2 separate regions of the Lactuca sativa genome follow, and region 1 is linked to region 2. Evidence: chromatin contacts called from public Hi-C data. All regions are on one chromosome and are shown on one strand. The core of a region is the stretch at or near the end of the contact, and the rest is flanking DNA. Distances in the headings are between cores, read along the strand shown.

Region 1 (5,428 bases), core at 212-2,711, 340 kb after region 2:
AACATGTAATTGGGCCATATTCTATAACTCAATCATTTACAGCTCAAAAGGCTAACAATTCTACATGGTGCATTCATATCAACATCATGGGAAGATCAAATAATGCAGAATGGCATCCACTAAGTAAGACTACAATGATAGGCCTTGAGAACCCATACTGCAAATGATTGCTAATTTATAATTGAAATATATTCAAGTACTTGTCTGCAGTTGGTTAGTGGTATAATGGTTTATTATAGAAATATGTCTAGATTGAGTTGAAAATTGATCAATAGCTGCTCAAAGTATTTACTGATAGATAATTTCATTATTACTGATGTGTAAGATTCCACTTTGATTCCTCATTAAAGATCATACACCATCTACTGCATCAATTCCTGAATGCAATAAGCAAATCTTTGAAAGAATGAAGATGGTTTAGCTTAATCTGAGGAAGAGTTTTTCTAAGAATGCAGTTTCCAAACATACACATTGAGCTGGTGAATTTGTAAATTTATCATCAGTATAAGAGATAGCAAGATCAACAGAACCTGAAGATGTTATTATCATCATGAAAGATTCAACAAATCACTCAACCAATTCAAATTAGTTCTAACTACAAATACTATACAACAATGAGATCTCTACAATTGTGTGATGAAAATGTAGCCAATACGATTCCAATGAATTCTCATATGAATTGTACACCATAAAAACTGAACAGAAATTAGATTTACCACTACAATTTCCTGGAAAGGATCGAGCTAAAAAACTCACAATTCAGGAAGTGAAAGACGAATGACGCATTAAGAACACCCAATCCAGCTCCCGCAGCAACATCAAACACGAAATGCCGTCCAAGCAAAACCCTAGAAACCGACGTAGCAGTAGCCCAGGCTATTACAAGCACGTTTAAACGCTTAACACTCTCAAATTCATCCAATCCTAACATGCCAGACTTCAATTGAAGGAAAATACTTGGGATTAAATCAGAGGAAAGATAAAACAAGGAAGCGGTGAAGCAAACTCTAGAAGCGTGGCCGCTGGGGAAAGACCAGTGGTCAACGGCGAAGGTGAGGAACATGTGTTTGTTATAGACAGGGCGGGGCCGGCGAACGATATGTTTGATGAGACCTATAAGAATAAGATCGAGCAGAGATCCGATAAGTAGGTTAACAAGTAAGGTCAGTAGTAGAGGAGAAGCGGATCGGAGAGGAGAGAGAAGGAGGGAAAGGAGGATAGGGAAGAAGAGACGGCCGTCGCCGGAGATTTCAAGAAGTTTGAGGAAGGGACGAGGCAGGATGGGTTGAGTGAGGTTGTAGAGAGTGAGGGAAACAGCTGTATCAAAGTTGACTAGGTGGCGGAGGAGCGATGTTGACGGTGGTGGTGGCGGCCGCGATGGTTTCTCCATGGCGGATTATTCCGATCGACCGTCTAGACAACAGTTGTTGTGTTAGTTGCGGTTGCCGGCAGATATTGGATTTTACATTTTAGCATAAACTACATTGGGCTATAAATTTGTAGGCCCATGAGCTTTTTAAGCCCATTAATCTCTACGTCAATCCAAATACTTTTTCAAAAACAAAATAAAAAATTTAAACTTGTTCATACAATTAAGAATTCATAAAGTCGCCAAGTTTATCAAACTTAACTTGTAAATAAACATATGGTCAAGCTTTCAAATACATATTTATAATGTCAAGATACAGAAATCAAGCTATAAAACTGAATACTACATATTAACATACTGTTTTAAAAAATAAATAAATAAATAAATTACAGTTTAAGTCCCTGTGGTTTACATGAATTCACATTTTTTGTTCAACCTTTAAAAAATGGATAAGACATGTCCTTGTGGTTTCCCAATCTTCCAGTTTTGGTCCTTGATCCATATAAATAAACTATATTGCATTTCCTAATTTCTTTACTCAATTATAAATTTTGATAACAAAAATAAAAATAATAAATATACACCACACCCGTCCACCCTCAACCTCACCCTCACTCCCTCCTTACCCCCACCACAACCGATCAAGTCCATCTCTCTTATTCACCATCGGAAACATCCTCGGAGCTTTAGTCTTCACCGTTGCTTCATCTCTTACCTTCACCGATCGACACCTCCATGAGAAAATCGTAGCACATTTATTCCAGTTCATCTACTCCATATGAGCAAAAGGAGATCCAATGGCAGTGATCATGGCTGGTGATTTAGTCCTCCTGCTCCTTTTGATTCATCGCCTTATGATTTCATAGATCCTCTGTCTCCTCTTTTAGTGTCTCAGCCTCTCTCCCTACGACGAACTGTAGACATGTCATCTCTCGCCAATTTCTATTTCTAACCCTAGTAACATACCAATTATGACAATTGGATCATCAACTCAAACTCACATCGTCCAAACTTAGAAAGTATCATATCCTCGACACTGTATCAGACATGTTCTCCATCGTCGTCATCCTACTCTTCATCGTGGTCCCCGCCCCCCACCCCATCTTGGTGACTTCGTTGCTTCCTACAGCAACCAAATGCTCATATGCTCCACAACGACCAATTTCAAACATTTACCAATATTATGATTTTATGTCAATTAGGAAGAAGAATGAAGAAATAAATATGAAGAATAAATGTGGGATAGAGCAACACTCTTGAACGGGGTGAAACAAAAACGAGGAAGGAAGAAGAAGGGGAGAGGGACAGTGAGGTTGGGGTAGAGGGTGAGGGGAGGTGGGTGGTTGGTGTATATTTTTTATTTTTTATGATATAAAAATTTATAAGTGAGTAAAAGAAAATATAAAAAGAAATTAGAAAGAGCAATATAGTCTATTTATATGGATTAAGGACCAAAACTGCAAGATTAGGAAACTATAGGGATATGTCTTGCCCATTTTTCCATGGTTGGACCAAAAGTGCGAATCCATGTAAACCGTAGGGACCAAAAGTGTAATTTACGCAAAAAAGAAAAAAAAAAGATTTCATTACAATACAAGGAAGAGATCATATGTTCTTACAACCAATTGAGGTTCCATATGTATCTTAGTAATCTCGATCTTGCTATGAGTCAGCATCTTTGAAAGACACAAAGAACTTTATGTAGTGACAGTGTGATACTGCGATCTTGCTATGGATCAGCATCTTTGAAGGTAAGTTATGTGCTCCATTAATATCTCAATGCCTTTAGTTTGATGGTCATGATTTTCATGTGACGGTGAAAGGATGACAATAACGTCATAGTTCCTTTTAAAATACGATTTGCTAGGTTATTTTTGTGGAGATGCTTATACATTAATATAGAAAAGATGATTATAGATTATATATATCAAGGTCTAATGAATCCTTAGTTATTATATAGTGGTGAGTCAATTAGAACTTAGGTGGATCTTAGGAGCCACCTAATTTTTAAAATTTGTTTATAGTTTATATAAACAAGGTCTAATGATTCCTTAGTTATTATATATTTGTGTGTGTGCGCGCTATAGGTAATAAATGACATCATATTTGGTAGCAAGAAGAAACCAACATCGTTTCCAAAAACAAAGTGATGCGGGGGATTCATTATAAATAACTGTTGTATCTTTCATATTTTAACACCATGACTTTGTTCACGTCAAGTTTTTGACCGGCTTACTCCAAATTTATGTTGGTTTTAGTAAATAAAAGGAATGACTTATTTGGATTCGGTGCGATTTTTCTTTATTTTAGACATTAGTTCGTATATAGGATTAGTGTTTTTGCACAAATAGTTTGCTACACATAAACAATTATCAATAAGAGTCATGCTACTAGAAACGAAATCAAAAATAATTAAAAATGAAAAGTTGTGATTCTTTAAAAATGAATATGAACACATGATTGGCTAGTCATTATTTATCATGCAACACTTCTTTATACACGACATTTGACGTATAGACTTCACTGCCATTGAATTGTTCATCGGGTTTCACCAATACTTTTGTAGTGGCACGTGATATCCCTCTGGATAATGCCACATAAAGTTGGCCATGCGAGAAAACCGATTCTGGAAGATAAATTCCTACATTTGGAATTGTTTGCCCCTGAGCTTTATTTATTGTCATTGCAAAACATAATCGAATTGGAAATTGCTTTCTCTTCAGCTTGAACGGGAACATGTCATCTTCAGAAGGACTTAGAGGAATCCTTGGCAAAAATACCCTCTTTCCAGCATGTTGACCAACAGCTATTTCGGCATCAATGACATTGTGCTGAAAACTTTTACATATCAATCGGGTGCCGTTACATAATCCATTTGACGGGTCGAGATTCCGTAACAGTATTATCGGGCATCCAACTTTCAGTCTTAAGTAATGAGGGGGCAAACCACTAACACTGAGCGTGTTCAAGAATTCCACAGGATAGAAGTTATTTATATCGTCCACGGCTTCATCAAAACTATAGTAAATTCGCTCTTCTCCATGGAATCGGCCGATCAAATAATCATTAATCTCATCGACACTATCATTTCTTGTGGATAATATTGCACGCGAAATTGTATAATCTGGTTCAGATCTGTTAATTTCAAAGGATGGAAAGATTGCATCAATCAAAGCATGCAATGACTTTTCTTTTTTAGTGAAGGGAATTACCATATCATCAGGGATGCGAATAAAGTTTCCGTGCACCGTTTCTTTAACTCCATCACCGACACGTAATAGAAAGTCTGAGAACCATGGATCGGTTAGTGCTCTCATATTTATAGTTAACCGCAACTTGGTAATCAAAGACCAAAGAGGTGACATCCGTATGCTAGAATCCACAGTCTGTGCTTGTGTTCCACGTTTGACGACCGGCAACACTTGTCTGAAATCACCTCCCAAAACCATTATCTTTCCACCAAATGGGAGCATCACCTCAGTGATATCTTTCATTGTACGGTCAACCGCCTCCAATGCATGTCTTTTAGCCATCGACGCTTCGTCCCAAATGATTACTTTTGCAGTCCGAAGTAGTTGTGCAGTACCACTTTGTCTTGAAATCTTACAGACTGAGTTATTTTCAAGATTGATAGGAATCTTAAAGCGAGAGTGAGCTGTTCTTCCCCCGGGCATGTTATTAGCCGCAACACCAGATGAAGCAGTCGCGAGTGCAATATGACCACACGAACGAATATTAGCAAGTAAAGCTTTGTACAAAAATGTTTTTCCTGTTCCACAAGGACCGTCTATGAAAAACACTCCTGGAATATCATTATGGACATGCCGCATGATCTCATCATATGTAAACTTTTGTTCGGGATTGAGAGAATCTCGGGCTTGTAAATGTTCATGTTCTAAAACAATAGAGCATTCTTATTGTACCTCACGAAAAACTCCAAATTCTAAATTGACATTTTGATTTATTTTTGGAAGATCAAAATCATCAATGCGGTCACCCATAAATTGTAGGAATACCATGATTTCAGTGAGGACCATATTTTGGACTCTCTCAACACTG
Region 2 (6,124 bases), core at 2,612-5,111:
AATAGAATAGATTTATTTATTTAATTTAATTACCTGGTGAGGATTCCTATCAAGAAGAGACTGTTCTTTAAATCTAAGCTTGCAAGATAACTCTCTATTACCAACTATATGCATAAGTCCATGATGATCACAATATACTTTTCCCAAAATAAGATTATAAATACTTGTTGTCACCTGTATTTTAGATAAAAAAAAAAAAAACAAACAATTACTGTATTTAAAAAGGGTTCAAATTTTCATAAATGGTCCCTACTAATTTTTAATATCAAGGATGTGGTTTGAAAACTTTTAATCATCTTTTACATACGACAGAGACCATTTATGAAACTTTGAACTCAAGGGCAAAATCGTCTTTTTTTACATACCTTACTCCAATGGAAAACTTCACCATCATCAAACTCAAGGGTCAAAAGTCCAACAGGGTCAAGCTGAATTGATCTCCCCCAAAATTTTGTTCTTATGTTGCTGTCCCCCCAAAATTTCCACCCTCTACCCTCACAGTGACAGGCAATCAGGGTAGGATGATGGCTCACCTGACATGTCAGGGTAATTTAGTAATTTACAAAAAAAAAAAAACTTTTTTCTTTATATGTCAATTTAATTTCATTTAGTTTATTAACTTGACATAACAAACAAATTCCATTCCAACATACCAAATGTATAAACAAGATTCAAGTAGGAAATACAACAAACCTTTTCAGAAAAGAATCGAACGCCTTTTTCAGGGTAATCAGCTTCATAAGTTTCCCCTAATAAAGGATTGAAAGGTTTACAATGTCTTCCTTCAGAAGAAGCATAACCAGAAACTGCAAATGCTGCAACATTCAAGAGTCTTTGAAGACTATTGCCCTAGGACAAAAACACAAGGACATTAATTTCCTATTTTCCACCACATTTTTAAATTTATAAAAAAATAAATTATACCTCTTTTCCATACTGATATGCACGATCAAGAAGGTAAGAGTATTCAAGATCTTCAAAACACTTTTGGAGAGATGAAATAGGCTCATTGAAATAAACAGGTAGACATACACGTGTAAGATCTTTTCCTACATTGTCTTTAATCATTGACCATAAACTTACACCTTTTTCTTTCTCAATTGGATCTGGAAGCTTCTTTCTTCTTTCAAATCTCAACTGTTTGCTGTTTCTTTCATCCATAAATTCAGATTCCTTTGCTATAATTTGTCCAGAAAAATGATCTTTTGTGTCAAAAAAGTAACTTTCTTCTTCCTCTGAACCTTCCTCAAGCTCTTGTTTTTCAACATCATCCGATGATTCAGTTGTACTCCATTCTGAATATTATCAAGGGTAAATATGACAATATGGTAATTAACTAAAAGTCACTGAATTAGAAAAATAACTTACCGCTGTATTTTCCACGTTGAATATCTGATAACTCGTGTTGTGTTAATTGATATTCGCCTTCAGGAACTCCAGAGGGTTCGGTTTCTAAATTAGCAGCCTGATAGATTAATGTAAATCAAGATTTCAAATTACAAATAAATTCAACATTTTTAACCCAAAATAAATAAATAAATAAGAATTGAAGAAAATTTACCTCGAGTTGCCTCAAGGTGTCGAGCAAACTGGAACGTTCTTCACAGAGAACTCTAACTTGGCCTTGAATTTCTGAAAATTCTGTGAGCATAATCTGCTCACAGTCTTTTACAAGTACTTCACTTGTACCTTCTTCAAGTAAACGTTGCTTTAACTTTTCAGTTGATAATGATATATCGGTTTGTACAATGGATATTTTGTCATTTAATCTTCTTAAAGAAAACAGATTTCTAGCAGAAGCCAAAGCTTCAATCCAAGCTACTCTTTCTTCCTTCAAACTAGTCCTCAAATGAAGTGTCTTTGTAGCAGTGAATATGTAAAAGCGTCTACTATCGGATCTGCTCTCTCGAAATGATGAGATCTGTAAAAAAGAAATATATATATATATATATATATATATATATATATATATATATATATATATATATATATATATATATATATATATATGTGAAAATTATCACATTGTGATTGGGTTTTGAAATCCGAAAAGAATAACGAAAGCAAAATAACAGAATAACAGAATCGAGATCATTAAGATGCAGGTTTTACACTAAAACAGAATACGACAGAATGATGAGAAAATTGGTGGAGAAGACAATGATTTCTTGGGAAAGAGTGTTCGACATGGATTTGAATTAAGATCGTCAGATAAAGTAAAAGAACACGACAGAAAAATGTGCAAACGGATCCTTTGTGTAGTCAACTCCAGCTTTAATTAAACAAAATAAAAAACTTATTTGGGGAAAAAGCTGTGATCTAGAACAAAATTCCAGTCGATGAACTTGGAAGAAATTGAAATTAAATTAGTGAAAAAAGCGTAATAGTGAAGAATTTATATGAACGTGTAGTCATAGTAAGAATAGTCAAATGAAAGAGACAGGGAAAAAGCTCACCACAAGACAAGATCCAGATGAAATGAGGGTATGAAATAGAAGGACAAAGCAAAAACACATCCAGATTTTGATCACATAAGCACAAAATGGGGTGCTAGTGTCACACTAATAGATAAAGGGGTAGGCCTGCTATACAGAAGGTAAACCCATTGGATTGGATAGCCACTTTGTGTGGCCCTCTTGACGTGACCCCAAGATCCAGTCCTTTAGTCCTTTTTATTTTGTTTCATATACCCATTTTGATAAATCATTCAGATTTCATGAGTAATCAAAATTCAAACTTATGTGTGAATGTAAATGTAATGTAGGTTTAAGTTGTGATCAATGGAGGTGAGCTCGGAAATCGAGAAAAATCGGAGTACGTTTTCTGGTTCAATTTATTGCAGTTTGAGGGAAGAAGTTTTTCACCTGAAGATTGGGAACATTTTCCTAGAACAAGAGGTTTAACAGTATTTTCTTTTTCTCTGAGAAAAAATTGTTAACCCTTATTTGTTTAATTTGAGTTTATCAATCAGTTGATGGATTGATTACCTTGAGATGAACGATTCCGACGGTTTTCTGATGCTTATTGCGTCTGGTGCCAGAACTATTAAGACGTTTGAGTCTTCCGGAAGATACATCGCCGATGAATCTAACGTCATCAGCGGCGATGAGGCTTTCTGGCCGGAGGATCTTCGAGTAGGAGAGGACGCCGTTCCGTAGAAGAAACCACCTGGATCTCCATCCTTTACCGTAGTTAGTCCATTTGTAGAGGACGCCGGCGAAGCTGCTACTTCCGGAGCCGGAATCAGATCCAGAAGAAGGCCATCCAATGGCATTGGGATCGGATCTCATGTCGGCAACAGAACAAGACCTCGACAACGTCGGCATCGGCTCCGGTGAGTTGTCTCCGATCGCTGAACTCTCCAGCGATATGCAACAGAGCGGATACATTTCCTTCACTCGCATTCCGTTAATCCGGAGAACTCCCGTGGCACAAAAAACCCCGTCAAAATCTGATCAAATCGCCATCTATACATCAACAAACACAAAATCGCAAATCAAAAAACTAATCACTTCATAAATCAATCAATACGCAAGACAACAGTCACGCATACATTAAACAAAACAATCTTGTAGATATACATACAGAGATGATGCAAGATTGCGGAGGAGATGCCACAAAACTTAGAGAGAGAAAGGATTGAAAGACAAATTCAAGTAAAAAAAGGAGGCTTTGGGTGTTATTACACCATTATTATAGTATTATAAATATATATGGATACAGAGAGGATGAATGGCAAAAGGGTCATTTCAAGAAGACCACCATGGAAGTAGAGTTTCGGTAGAACTATAAGTTTAGAAAAGAAGAGACTTCATTTTCTGTCAAACTCTCACCCAGATGAGAGAGAAACAGAGGTACATGCAGATACAATAGGTGAATATATATATATATATATATATATATATATATATATATATATATATATTATATATATATATATATATATATATATATATATATATATATATATATATATATATATAGATTGACGTGAGACGACTTAATTTTATAAAACCGTGAGACGCAATCGTACTCACTCATTTAGTAGATAAAAAAACCCTTTTAAATTGCAAAATAATAAAAAATTTACATATATTATTTTCGGAATTTATATTTTCAAAAAAAAAAAAAATTAAAATACATATTTTTACATATTCTAATAGAATATTAGAATATTCTATATATCTGACAAATTTAGTAGAATATTCTAACATTTAAAAATCATATTAAAATATTTACAGTGTAATATTCTATTAAAATATTTCATGTGTTTTACGAAAAAAAAACAGCAATTTTTTTTATTTTTTTATTTTTTTTAGATAATTAAAGATCCAAAAACAATAATTAAAAAAAATTGGATTTTTTCTTTTATTTTGCATTTTAAAATTATTTTAAGATTTGATCTCACGGTCTCATAAAATTAGCACGGTCTCAAATAAACCTGAACCATTATTATTATTATCATTATTATTATATATGTGTGTGTGGAAAACTTCAATAGATAAACCATTATTAATCTAAGTAACCAAACAAATCAATCCAAAACGTCGAAATTTAAAACGATCAACGATAAAAGGAAGGGTTGTACATTTTACAATGGACGCACATGCACCGGATTATAACAAAACCTTTTTTTTTGTTTAAAATTTTTTTTAGGCTATGTTTTTTATCGAAAAAAAAAATCGAGTATACCATTGTTCACAATTTTTCGTCCTCGTTCCAAAGAGATACATAATGATATATAAAAAACGAACTTTTTTTTCGAAAAAAAACTCACTTTATTTTCTTTATTGAAAAGTTAAGGTCTATTTTTTTATAGAAAAAAAATTAATAAAGATATCAAAATTCATGTTTTTTTTTGTAATTTTTTAAACATAATTTCATATTAATATTTTTAGTATATTTTTTATTTTTTTGATAAAAACTAACTTAAATATTAAAAAAACTAACAAAATGAAGTGTGTAATTTTCGAAAAAAATTATTTTTTATATATCAACATGGATCTTTATGGAAAGAGGATGAAAAATCGAAAACAACGGTATATTCAGTTTTTTTATAAAAAATGTGGCTTAAAAAAATTTAAGCGAAAAAAGAGGTGGATTTTTGGTAAGGAGATGGATTTTTTGGTATAATCTGATGTGTGCGTCCAACGTAAAAGTGTACATCTATTTATTTTGGGCGTTGATCATTATGATTTCCGACGCTCACGAATGGTTCATTGGTTCCTTGTAAATAAATAAATATAGATACTTTGTTCAAGAATTATAAACTAATTTATATAAATGAATTTAATATTTAAAATTTTTTATTTTGCTTCAAATTGAATTTCTTAATTATCTTTTTAAATTTAATTCTTCAAACTTTTGACAATTATTAATAAGTTATTTGTGCATAATTGATTTGTACAAAAAAAACTCTATAGTTTATTCATTTCGAAATTATAGACATGACTTTTATATATATATATATATATATATATATATATATATATATATATATATATATATATATATATATATATGGTTTAGGGAATATGTGGTTGTCATGTACCTAAGTTTATATATAGAACCCTCCAAACAATGTAATTTTGATTCATTTATATCTAGACTAATCATGATATCTCTTTTACTATTCTTCCTTAATCATGTGGCTTACTAAATCGATCAAATTTATGTTCTTTTTATTCATTGTGTCTAAGAACATTATCACACCCACGTGGCAATGACATGGACTTCTTTGATCTAGATGGCAATGACGTGGAATTGGCAAAGTGCAAGGTAGGATGGGTGTCATCGGGTGACCGCTTCAAGTTTTTAAAAAATGACCTTTTAAAACTTACAAAGACAAGTAGGTGCCCCCAAAATGCCAAAATAGCCACGAGAGACCATTTAAATCAATATACTAAAGTTTTTTTTGTTACAATGACAATAACCATTTTTAAAAAATTAAAAGGCTTTTATACCATTTACCCTTTTAAAGCCATCATTATATACATATTTCATTTACCCTTTAACGTCTCATTAGATACGTATTTCATTTACTAGTTTATAACACGTGCGAACCACGGTTATAAAATTAATTGAACTTTTATACTAAAAATTAATAATTATTAATCAATTATTT

The links. Hi-C and Micro-C count contacts between places; a contact is called where the count stands out from the background.
Region 1: a contact with region 2 is called in a Hi-C map of leaf, with 5 times the contacts expected there. The contact joins the promoter of LOC111886936 here to the promoter of LOC111886877 in region 2. A contact is called at or near these places in 4 of 4 Hi-C or Micro-C datasets (bud, leaf and seed).

What each region holds. Positions count from the first base shown.
Region 1 is chr6:5,433,624-5,439,051 of Lsat_Salinas_v11, forward strand. LOC111886936 (probable lipid phosphate phosphatase beta) reads right to left here and starts at 1,462. Exons shown (of 1, transcript XM_023883176.3): 1 at 521-1,462. The coding sequence starts at 1,390. The coding sequence ends at 719. It overlaps LOC111886895 (ATP-dependent DNA helicase PIF1-like), which reads right to left and starts at 5,199. Exons shown (of 1, transcript XM_023883136.1): 1 at 3,841-5,199. The coding sequence starts at 5,199. The coding sequence ends at 3,841.
Region 2 is chr6:5,092,039-5,098,162 of Lsat_Salinas_v11, forward strand. It overlaps LOC111886877 (oxysterol-binding protein-related protein 2B), which reads right to left and starts at 3,862. Exons shown (of 12, transcript XM_023883118.3): 1 at 3,554-3,862; 2 at 2,988-3,467; 3 at 1,562-1,921; 4 at 1,369-1,465; 5 at 925-1,295; 6 at 694-849; 7 at 366-533; 8 at 34-174. The coding sequence starts at 3,404.